Linked DNA regions of Triticum aestivum: region 1 is linked to region 2. Evidence: chromatin contacts called from public Hi-C data. All regions are on one chromosome and are shown on one strand. The core of a region is the stretch at or near the end of the contact, and the rest is flanking DNA. Distances in the headings are between cores, read along the strand shown.

Region 1 (4,833 bases), core at 320-2,819, 150 kb before region 2:
CTTTGTCTACTTCGTCTGCACCTTATTGTTGGATCTGATTCTGATGAGATGATAATCTAGGATGTGTTGCAGTTTGGCTCCTAGGGTGGATGCCGGTGATCTTTTTTTGGGGGGGGGGGGGGGGGGGGGGGGGGGTGGAGTTCGTTGTTGCTTATGTCCACGAATCTCGTTCGTCCTATATTGATATTCAGGATCAAGAGATACTAGATTCAAGAACCTCTCCCCCGCAAAAAAAAAAAAGATTCAAGAACCTCTCCAAAACACCATTTTTCGGTTTGATGGGTTTAAAAAAAAACTAGCTGAATTATGGATAATCCAAATTGTTCTCTTCACTACTCGGAATAACCTTTGCCCTCCCTTTTTTACGCATGCATAGTGTACCTGATTTCTCATTATTTTCTGATCACATTTCAATATATATTTTTGGTTTGACAGATTTAAAAAATGCCTTCAAATTGTTTGATTTTTATATTAGCGATTTGAAAAACAATCATCCCCTAGTAGTAAGAATTCCTTACCAATTGAACGATGCATCCTCGTTATGTTCTTCGATGTCATATCATCAGTGTCTCTCATGTCAACACCATGCTATTTTGAGTGTACTAATCGGTGTTTTCCAGAGGTGAAAACCCAAAGGAACTCTAATAGCTAAAAAAACCAATTACCGGATACTCGCCAGACACAAGATAAATCACGCATACGGAATGATATCTTTTTTTTTGTACCAAAGGTTTGCAATCCGTATGACTATAAGTACCCTTCAATTCTTAAACCAGCCACGCTTACTAACGGAGTGTTTCTTAATCAGCACAAATAAGGTGCACGCTAGTATTTTATGATGACATTTTTCAAAAAATATGTAAAAAGGAATACTACCCTACCCGACGCCATCCATTTTTTTTATATAAATCGATTACACGCATCAGCTAACTCATTTGACTTTATTTTATCAAGCACCGTGCTATGTTGTTCAGAGATTTGCACCAGAACCCGGCCGTTTGTGTGCTTCGTATCATCACTCTAGCTGTCCAAGAGCATCACGTACTAGCACCTGCATGCATGGCCTCATCGGCGTGAACCCTTTCCTTGCGCTCACGCCGCAGTAGTACGTGAGCCGGGGATGGCAAGTGTGCCCGCACTGCTGTGCCGACTCGTGTACGTGAGCTGTCGATGTTTATTTGCCAGCAAATACGGGCACTGTGCAACAGCCACAACTGAAAATACGGTACCTCATACCCGCTTGGCGCTGATCACGACGAGTACTGAGGGATGTGATAACGGCCTCCAGGTAGCTCGGCCACCAAAGCGCATTTCCGTGAACGGCAGCCTCTATGTTGTACTTCCTTTGCAATGTCGAGTCACTTATTTTGGGACGGAGGGAGTAATTCTATAGTGCCGCCCGTTTCTGCTTCACTTCTTCACCGTCGAAGAAATGTTTGCGCCGCTCTCACGTTGCCACCATTCCTGCTTTTCGTCCGGTATCTTATTCCGAACGAAGTGGTCCTGTGATGTTTCAGTAAGTTAGGGTAGCAATCAATCAATCATGTATGTGTGCCTTGGTTCTCATCATCTACTGGTCCAGCCTTTGTTTGTCTCTGTCCTTTACAAGTTCGCAGCTCGCACCCAACTTCTTAAAGCCCACTTGAGCATGCCAATATTTCATCAGAACATAAACGTGGCTATTGCTGTGGGGCCGTCAAGCAACCCGGGCCCCACGCTCTTTCTGTATTCCCCCTTTTATTCTTGATGAATTTTCCTTTCTTTCTGTGCTTCTCGTTTGGGCATTGACTTCACGGGTCTTCTCTTCTCCTGTGTGCCATTCTTATATCCATTATTCTTTCCTTCCGCACTTCATACTACACCAGCCTTGGGGTATCTTCGGCTCCTGAAAGTATGTTGGGTTGTTCAGCTGGTCGTGCTTCTGGCCGTCACTCCTCATGCTATGGTTGATTGGTACGAAATGGCTACAAAATGCTTAATTTACTCAATGTATTTCATTCACATATTTTTAGAGCGAATTGCAAAAAACCACCACATTGAAGCGTAGGCTCGCAGAAAACAATCTTCTACAAATTTGTTGCAAAAAACAACGATTCTGGGCTTAATCATTTACAGAAAGTACTGACTCGTCTGTTTGGGCATTTTATCCCCGATTATGATAGGTGGGGCTCGATTTCGGTGACGTAGTATAACGGACGCGATCAACCGCCGCCTGACGGCGCTACAGTGACATCGGACGCGTCGGCTCGGCCAAAACCGGTTCCAATCGGGACTGGGTCGCCCTCACTCACTCTCTGTTCTTCTCCCCCGTCGCCACCCCTACCATCGGCCGCTGCCCCGCCGCGCCATGGTGTCGTGGAATGACGGCGAGATCAGTAGGGATTCAATCGATAACGTCACCTCCTCCTGCCACGGCATCATCAAGGTAAGTTATGTATAGCCAGAGCTAGGGTTTGTGAAATGGGGATTTTGGGAATGAGCTTGATCTGAAGCTAGGGCTTGCTTTGTTTGCTCCTGCAGTTGCCTACTACCATGCACGATCCAAATTTCAGCGACATTGACGCAGATGTTAGTGTGTTGTGCGAACATGGCAAGCCGGCAGAGCGCTTTGTTGCATTTGAAGCGATGCACACTGGCAGGAGGTTTCTTGGGTGTGGTGAGAAGGTATGCGTCGGAACCTGTTTAGTGTAAGGTGCTCATTGGCTTTGTTTACTACTTGCTGCTCATTGTTTAACCTAGTTAGTGCTTAATGCTTTGTTTAGCATGTTGTTTAGCTGTGTTCAGTGCTTGATCTATGTTTAGCTCTGTGTTGTCATTAGTGCATGGTACTTATTGTTTATTGTGACAAGTGCTTAATGCCTTGTTTACTGAACTTTGTTTGCTCCTACTTAATTAAAAAGTTGATGCCAGTGTTCATTGTTTACTGAACTTTGCAAGTGGTGATTGTTTATTTATTAATAATGGATATGTCATGTGCTTGGTGTATAGAACCCTTCCTGAACCTCTTTAATAAACATGTTGATGTTAGTGGTCATTGTTTACTATAAAAACCTCTTTATACTACTATTAGTGGGTATATCATGTACTTGGTGTACTGAACCTCTTTTATTAGTTTGTAGATCCCACTCACTTAGCTTATTCCTCTGTTTATTGTTTGTTTTACAGGAAGGCATAAACTATGGAGTAGTTCATGTTGGAAATATGCCCTAGAGGCAATAATAAATGGTTATTATTATATTTCTTTGTTCATGATAATTGTCTATTGTTCATGCTATAATTGTGTTATCCGGAAATCGTAATACATGTGTGAATATATAGACCACAACGTGTCCCTAGTAAGCCTCTAGTTGACTAGCTCGTTGATCAACAGATAGTCATGGTTTCCTGACTATGGACATTGGATGTCATTGATAATGGGATCACATCATTAGGAGAATGATGTGATGGACAAGACCCAATCCTAAGCATAGCATAAAAGATCGTGTAGTTCGTTTGCTAGAGCTTTTCCAATGTCAAGTATCTTTTCCTTAGACCATGAGATCGTGTAACTCCCGGATGCCGTAGGAGTGCTTTGGGTGTACCCAACGTCACAACGTAACTGGGTGACTATAAAGGTACACTACGGGTATCTCTGAAAGTGTCTGTTGGGTTGACACGGATCGAGACTGGGATTTGTCACTCCGTATGACGGAGAGGTATTTCTGGGCCCACTCGGTAATGCATCATCATAATGAGCTCAATGTGACTAAGGAGTTAGCCACGTGATCATGCATTACGGTACGAGTAAAGTGACTTGCCGGTAACGAGATTGAACAAGGTATTGGGATACCGACGATCGAATCTCGGGCAAGTAACGTACCGATTGACAAAGGGAATTGTATACGGGATTGATTGAATCCTCGACATCGTGGTTCATCCGATGAGATCATCGTGGAACGTGTGGGAGCCAACATGGGTATACAGATCCCGCTGTTGGTTATTGACCGGAGAGGCGTCTCGGTCATGTCTGCATGTCTCCCGAACCCATAGGGTCTACACACTTAAGGTTCGGTGACGCTAGGGTTGTAGAGATATTAGTATGCGGAAACCCGAAAGTTGTTCGGAGTCCCGGATGAGATCCCGGACGTCATGAGGAGTTCCGGAATGGTCCGGAGGTGAAGAATTATATATAGGAAGTCCAGTTTCGGCCACCGGGAAAGTTTCGGGGGTTATCGGTATTGTACCGGGACCACCGGAAGGGTCCCGGGGGTCCACCGGGTGGGGCCACCTATCGCGGAGGGCCCCATGGGCTGAAGTGGGAAGGGAACCAGCCCTTAGTGGGCTGGGGCGCCCCCCATGGGCCTCCCCCTGCGCCTAGGGTTGGAAACCCTGGGGGTGGGGGGCGCCCCACTTGACTTGGGGGGGAAGTTTCCCCCCTGGCCGCCGCCCCCCCTTGTAGATGGGTTCCAGGGCCGGCGCCCCCCTCCAGGGGGCCTATATATAGTGGGGGGGGGAGGGCAGCAGCAACACAGCCCCTGGCGCCTCCCTCTCCCCCTGCAACACCTCTCCCTCTCGCAGAAGCTTGGCGAAGCCCTGCCGAGATCCCCGCTACTTCCACCACCACGCCGTCGTGCTGCTGGACTCCATCAACCTCTCCTTCCCTCTTTCTGGATCAAGAAGGAGGAGACGTCGCTGCTCCGTACGTGTGTTGAACGCGGAGGTGCCGTCCGTTCGGCACTCGGTCATCGGTGATTTGGATCACGGCGAGTACGACTCCATCAACCCCGTTCATTAGAACGCTTCCGCTCGCGATCTACAAGGGTATGTAGATGCACTCCTTTCCCCTCGTTGCTA
Region 2 (4,909 bases), core at 1,868-4,367:
CCCCAAACCACTCTTATCCGTTCAGACGCAGCCGTCCGGACCCTGAAAGCCATCCAACGGTGACCCCCATCGATAGCAGTATGAACCGTTGTTTTCCCGCAAACGCAAAATCCCCTACTCTCCTCTTCCCTCCCACCGCTCTCCGCTCAATTCCTGCCCTTTTTCGCTGCCGTCGACGCTTGGAAACGTATGAGAAGCTGCTGGGGATGGCAGTGGTGGAGGATCTGACGATCATGCTTGCGCAGAAGATCAACTCGGAGACATGGCGAAATTGCGGCCTCAAAGCGAAGGCAAAGGCGACACCACTCAAGAAGCAGAAGGTCGGCGGAGGTGGTGGTCGTGTAGGCGGCGGGCGTGGTGCATGGCGGAGTCTGGGACGTGGGCCCTCCTGTCGTCGTCGACCGTGCAGATGCTGCTAAAAGCCGGAGCATTACAAGACTCCGTATTTCTACGCCGTCACGGAGCTCAGTAGCCAGTCCCCGACATCTGGCGCCATGCAAGTGCCTTGCTGCGTCAACATGCGCGACGCCGCTACTTTTTCTCGGAGTGTGCATCGCCAGAGCTTATCCGCACGTGGACGTCGGGCGTGGAGCAGCTGGGTGCCCGCACATTATTCGATGGTATGCCTAAAGCATGTGAGCCAAGGTACGCGCCGCGGACAGGGGGGACTGTTTGAGATGATCCACGATGGAGGCGGGGGAGAAGGTTGCTACGAGGACAGGCAGGTGGATGACTTGGAGCCCACCCAGGTCGGCTCATACACCAAGCTGGGCTACACCCAGTCCAGCACGTACACCTAGTTGGGCATGCAGCCGAGCTACACCCACTCCGGCACGTACATCCAGCTGGGCACGAACACAGTAGCAGGGCTGGGCCACCGGAAAGTAGGAGGAGGACGACAAGGACGATGATCCGAATGATTTTGCTGCCGATCCAAAGAAGAAGGGTAGAGGGAAAAGCTTCAACATGTGGGATGACGATTTTTTGTGCGATGTATGGTTGGCCACTAGCATCAATCCGATCCATGGCACGGAACAAAAGAGCTCAACATTTTGGGCCAACATTCACTCTTGGTTCCATGAACACAAGCATTTTGAGCCTTACTCCAACGGGCTCATCAGCAACCATGGAGCAAAGTTTGTCAACCATTGATGGTACAGCGTCCAAGAGGCCATGTAAAAGTATTGCGGCCACTCGAGGCAACTCATCACACGGTGGCCAAGTGGTGCGCAAATCTCCGAGCAAATAAGTGTGTTCATCATTTGGCCAGATATGCATTGTTGTCTAGACTATTTGGACGGATATGCACATTGTTGGACGGATATGCATTATTGTCTAAATCATTTGGTCAGATATGCAACATGTTGGCCAAATATGCATTGTTGTGTTGGTCATTAGGCCGGATATGCATTGTTGCCTTGGTCATTTTGCCGAATATGCACATTGTTGGTCAGATATGCATTGTTATGTTGGTCACTTGGTCGGATATGCATTGTTGTGTTCGTCACTTTGGGCAGATATGCATATTGTTGGCCGGATATGCATTCTTGTGTTGGTCATTTATAGTCATTTGACAATGTTTTATTTTCTAGCCTTCCTGTGCATGCAATGTGTTCTTGAAGTTGCATAAGAAGAGCTTCACCGTCATGCATTGTTGATTGAGGTTGAATGGACAACCCAAATGGAATCTATTCATTGCCAAGATCGTCGCCTGTGGCACCGAGGAAGAAACTGATGATCCAATAGACCCAACAATAGAACTGCACAAGAAGGTTACAAGAGGGTTCCAGGGAAAGAAGTGGGAGAAGAAGAAGGGAAAGCGAGAAAGGGCGGCGACCAAGAGGAGGAGAGATTCGAGAACATCTTGGCGAAGAAGGGGGCATACTTCAAGTACTCTAATGTCAAGAAGGAACAAGGCCGACATGTTGAACATGTTGATGCCGGCGACCGAGAAGAAGCTCAATCTCGAAGAGAGGATGACCATGTTCAAAGAGAAGAAGGTTGAGACCGCAACCGCTTCGAACGACGCGAAGATGTTGACCTTGAAGATGGAGGATTTAGATGACGCCACAAGGATGATCGCAAGCCGTCCGTTTCAAGATGTTAAAGCGGTAGAAGGATTAGTTGGAGAGGACTGAGAATAGACGTGGCCATGGGCAGCCCGGCCCAGACGACCCGACCCGAACCGGCCCGAAAATCCCGGGCCGGGCTGAGCCCGAGTGTGACATCGGGCCGGGCTCGGGCCTGGAAACTGAGCCCGACGGGCAGGTCGGGTCGGGCTCGGGCCTGCACAAAACATGTTTTTAGCCGTAGTCTGGCTGGGCCGACCGGGCCGTGTCGGGCTTTCTCGGGCTCAGGCCCAATTTTGTAGACCCGATGGCCGGGCCGAGCCGGGCTCGGGCCTGGGTTTTTAGCACCGGGCTTTGTTTGGCCCAGCCCGGCCCGAGATATGCCCAGGTATAACTGAGAAGGAGATGACCAAGAAGAAGGCGGTGGAGAAGGAGGCGGTCGAGACAACGGTAGATTGAGTGTGAAGTGAAGGTTCAGATTGCCGGTTTGACAGGACATAAAATCCAATTTTTTTATGGATCGCCACGCGTATTAGCAGACATTCAGAGGATAGCTTTAGATGTCAGGCTCCCAGGTCCACGGATTGATCCTTATACGGTGTAAGATTTAGGGTCAGCGGTTGGAGATGCCAAGAGTTAAACTTGATGGAGGGAGCCTATGATAACCTGTTTACGGCGAACCAACCTGTGGTTGAAATGGTTAGGCGGACAGTGGTATCCCCAACCCATCAGAGTTCAAATCCTGGTGCTCGCATAATTCCTAGATTTATTTCAGGATTTCCGGCGATGCGCCCTCAGTGGGAGGAGACGTTCCCGTCGACGACGAGACGCCTACGGTGACTTCGTAAATCTCAAGTTGATATGCCGGCTCAGTCTCTCGGAGGTGCTCATAGGGGTAGGGTGTGTGTGCGCGTTTATAGGGGTGGGTGTATGCGCATGTATATGAGCGCTTGTGTCTGTACTGATGTTAAAAAAACTGTTTACGTGACGTCATTCCCTAATTTTCTCGTGACGTCAGCTAGCATACAAAATGACTAGTCGAGGAGCCCGGCGATCCAGGGGGGATGGATGGCCAGAGCGGGTTGGAACGCCCCTGTCGTCGTCGACGGGGGCCCCGAGCGCCAGTCGACGGGATCAATGCACGCTGCTGCTGCCCTCTCTAGGTCTGGCAGGATAAGGCAACCAACGACGGATTTAGGCCCTGTCTGCGGCTGGCCCGCCCGGCTCTGCTCCCCCCAGCAGTGCCCGTCTGGTGTTCGAACAAATGCCTCAGCGGCCAGCGGGGCGCCGGCAGCGGAGCTGACCGTACTAGCGACTGCACCAGTGCTGTTAGCTAGCTAGCTACCGCGGCCAGTACCTAACAACGGCACGGCAGTTAATGGCCGGAGAAGAGCCAAGTCACGAGCGGCGATGGGCGCTCCACGGAACAGTGGCTGCACGCCGGAGCTAAAACGTCAAAAGACGGAGACGCTCGAGGCGCCGAGGAGGTCGGACTCGGAGGTGACTTCGCCGGAGCCAAGTGGACGACGGTAGGACGTTCCTGTCAAGGTGGCTTCTGAACGCCGGTGTGAACCCACGGTGTGTGTGGTGGTCGTGTGCCAGTCAGCGGTCAACACACCCTCTCCGCTTACCATCGCCGTCCACAGATTCCATTTCACTGCCTCCTGGTACCAGGTACCCTACTGGCTAACTCTTGCTTATTCATGTGTTCCAAACCAAATTACCCAGCAACCCAGCTCGATGCCGGAGTATTTTACAGTTGAGATGCGTGTTAATTTGTTCATTATTGTTTGGTGTATTAGGCTCTCTTCTAACAGCCGTTTCTTGATATGACTGGGTCCAACTCCAACCTAATAAGCTATAAGATGATAGCCTGATACATTGCCGTGGGGTCCTGCCTTGTTTCTTTCCTTTGTTTAACTGACTTCACCGGTCTCCCCCTCTCTTTTTGTTCACTGTCCACACCTCCGTTCACACCATTATTGACGCCGGAAGAGCTCGGCTATCTTTGAAGCACACAAGGTGTCCCTCACTAGTCTGAGCAGCAGCCGTCGCTCTAGATACAAGCTCAAAGCCGCAACCTCAGCTAGGCTGACGGGGCAGCCATTCCGTGTGAGCAACTGAGCATTGCGAAGCTTCCCCATTCTAGGTATGATCCTTACTCTCTCTTCCTCTGCTCGGCTCTTCGACATGGATGCATAAGTTCCAGTGCCAATTTTCTGCCATTTTTCCGCTTGCAGTTAATCTTACCAGTTACCCTGATCTGGGTACAAGCTCAGAGCTCATGCCATGATTGAGGGCGGCTCACACATGCAGCCTCAGCCGGGGAACGCTCACACGGCGAACAGCGAGCAGCCCGAGCCGGCCACCACGCCGATGAACGGCATGGCTGCTTCGGGGCCAGGCAATGGCCAGATGGCAGATGAAGCAGCCGCCAGCGGAGCGACGGAGGATATCGAGGCGGCCGGCAACAACAATGGGCAAGGTCCGCCCAACAGGTCATCCAGCATCAAGGATGATTTCGAGTTCTTGTGGAGGCTGCGGAAGTATTTGCTACTTCTGGCGGTGTTGGCCGTTGGTGTCACCTACAATGCTGGGTTGAGCCCGCCGGGGGGATTTCAGATGGACAGACTTGACCGCCATGCCGGCGATCCTCTCCTCCCACTTAAATTCTTCCGGCGATACGAAGCCTTCTTTTACTGCAACGCCACAGCCTTTGCTGCTTCTCTAGTCTTGATCATCTTGCTTCTGAGTAGGGGAGTGGCGAGCAAGCATGTCTGGCTTCGCTCGATGCAGTTTACCATGATCCTGGATCTTTTCAGTCTCATGGGGGCATATGC

Evidence for each region. A called contact is a pair of places that touch in the nucleus more often than the background predicts.
Region 1: a contact with region 2 is called in a Hi-C map of leaf, with 8 times the contacts expected there. The contact joins the enhancer-like site here to the promoter of LOC123166334 in region 2. A contact is called at or near these places in 3 of 5 Hi-C or Micro-C datasets (all in leaf) and 1 of 1 datasets of contacts at active chromatin or transcription factors (leaf).

The regions. Positions count from the first base shown.
Region 1 is chr7D:180,781,392-180,786,224 of IWGSC CS RefSeq v2.1, reverse strand. No RefSeq gene overlaps it. Among protein-coding and RNA genes, the nearest start is that of LOC123164726, 90 kb to the left of the region's middle. Within about 2 kb of position 1,569, at least 1 of the 8 cell types and tissues checked has an H3K27ac peak or open chromatin away from gene starts, as enhancers often do. A contact at or near this core is called in leaf, where this site is marked.
Region 2 is chr7D:180,633,000-180,637,908 of IWGSC CS RefSeq v2.1, reverse strand. It overlaps LOC123166334, which reads left to right and starts at 3,117. Exons shown (of 3, transcript XM_044584119.1): 1 at 3,117-3,743; 2 at 4,065-4,218; 3 at 4,310-4,909. The coding sequence starts at 4,359.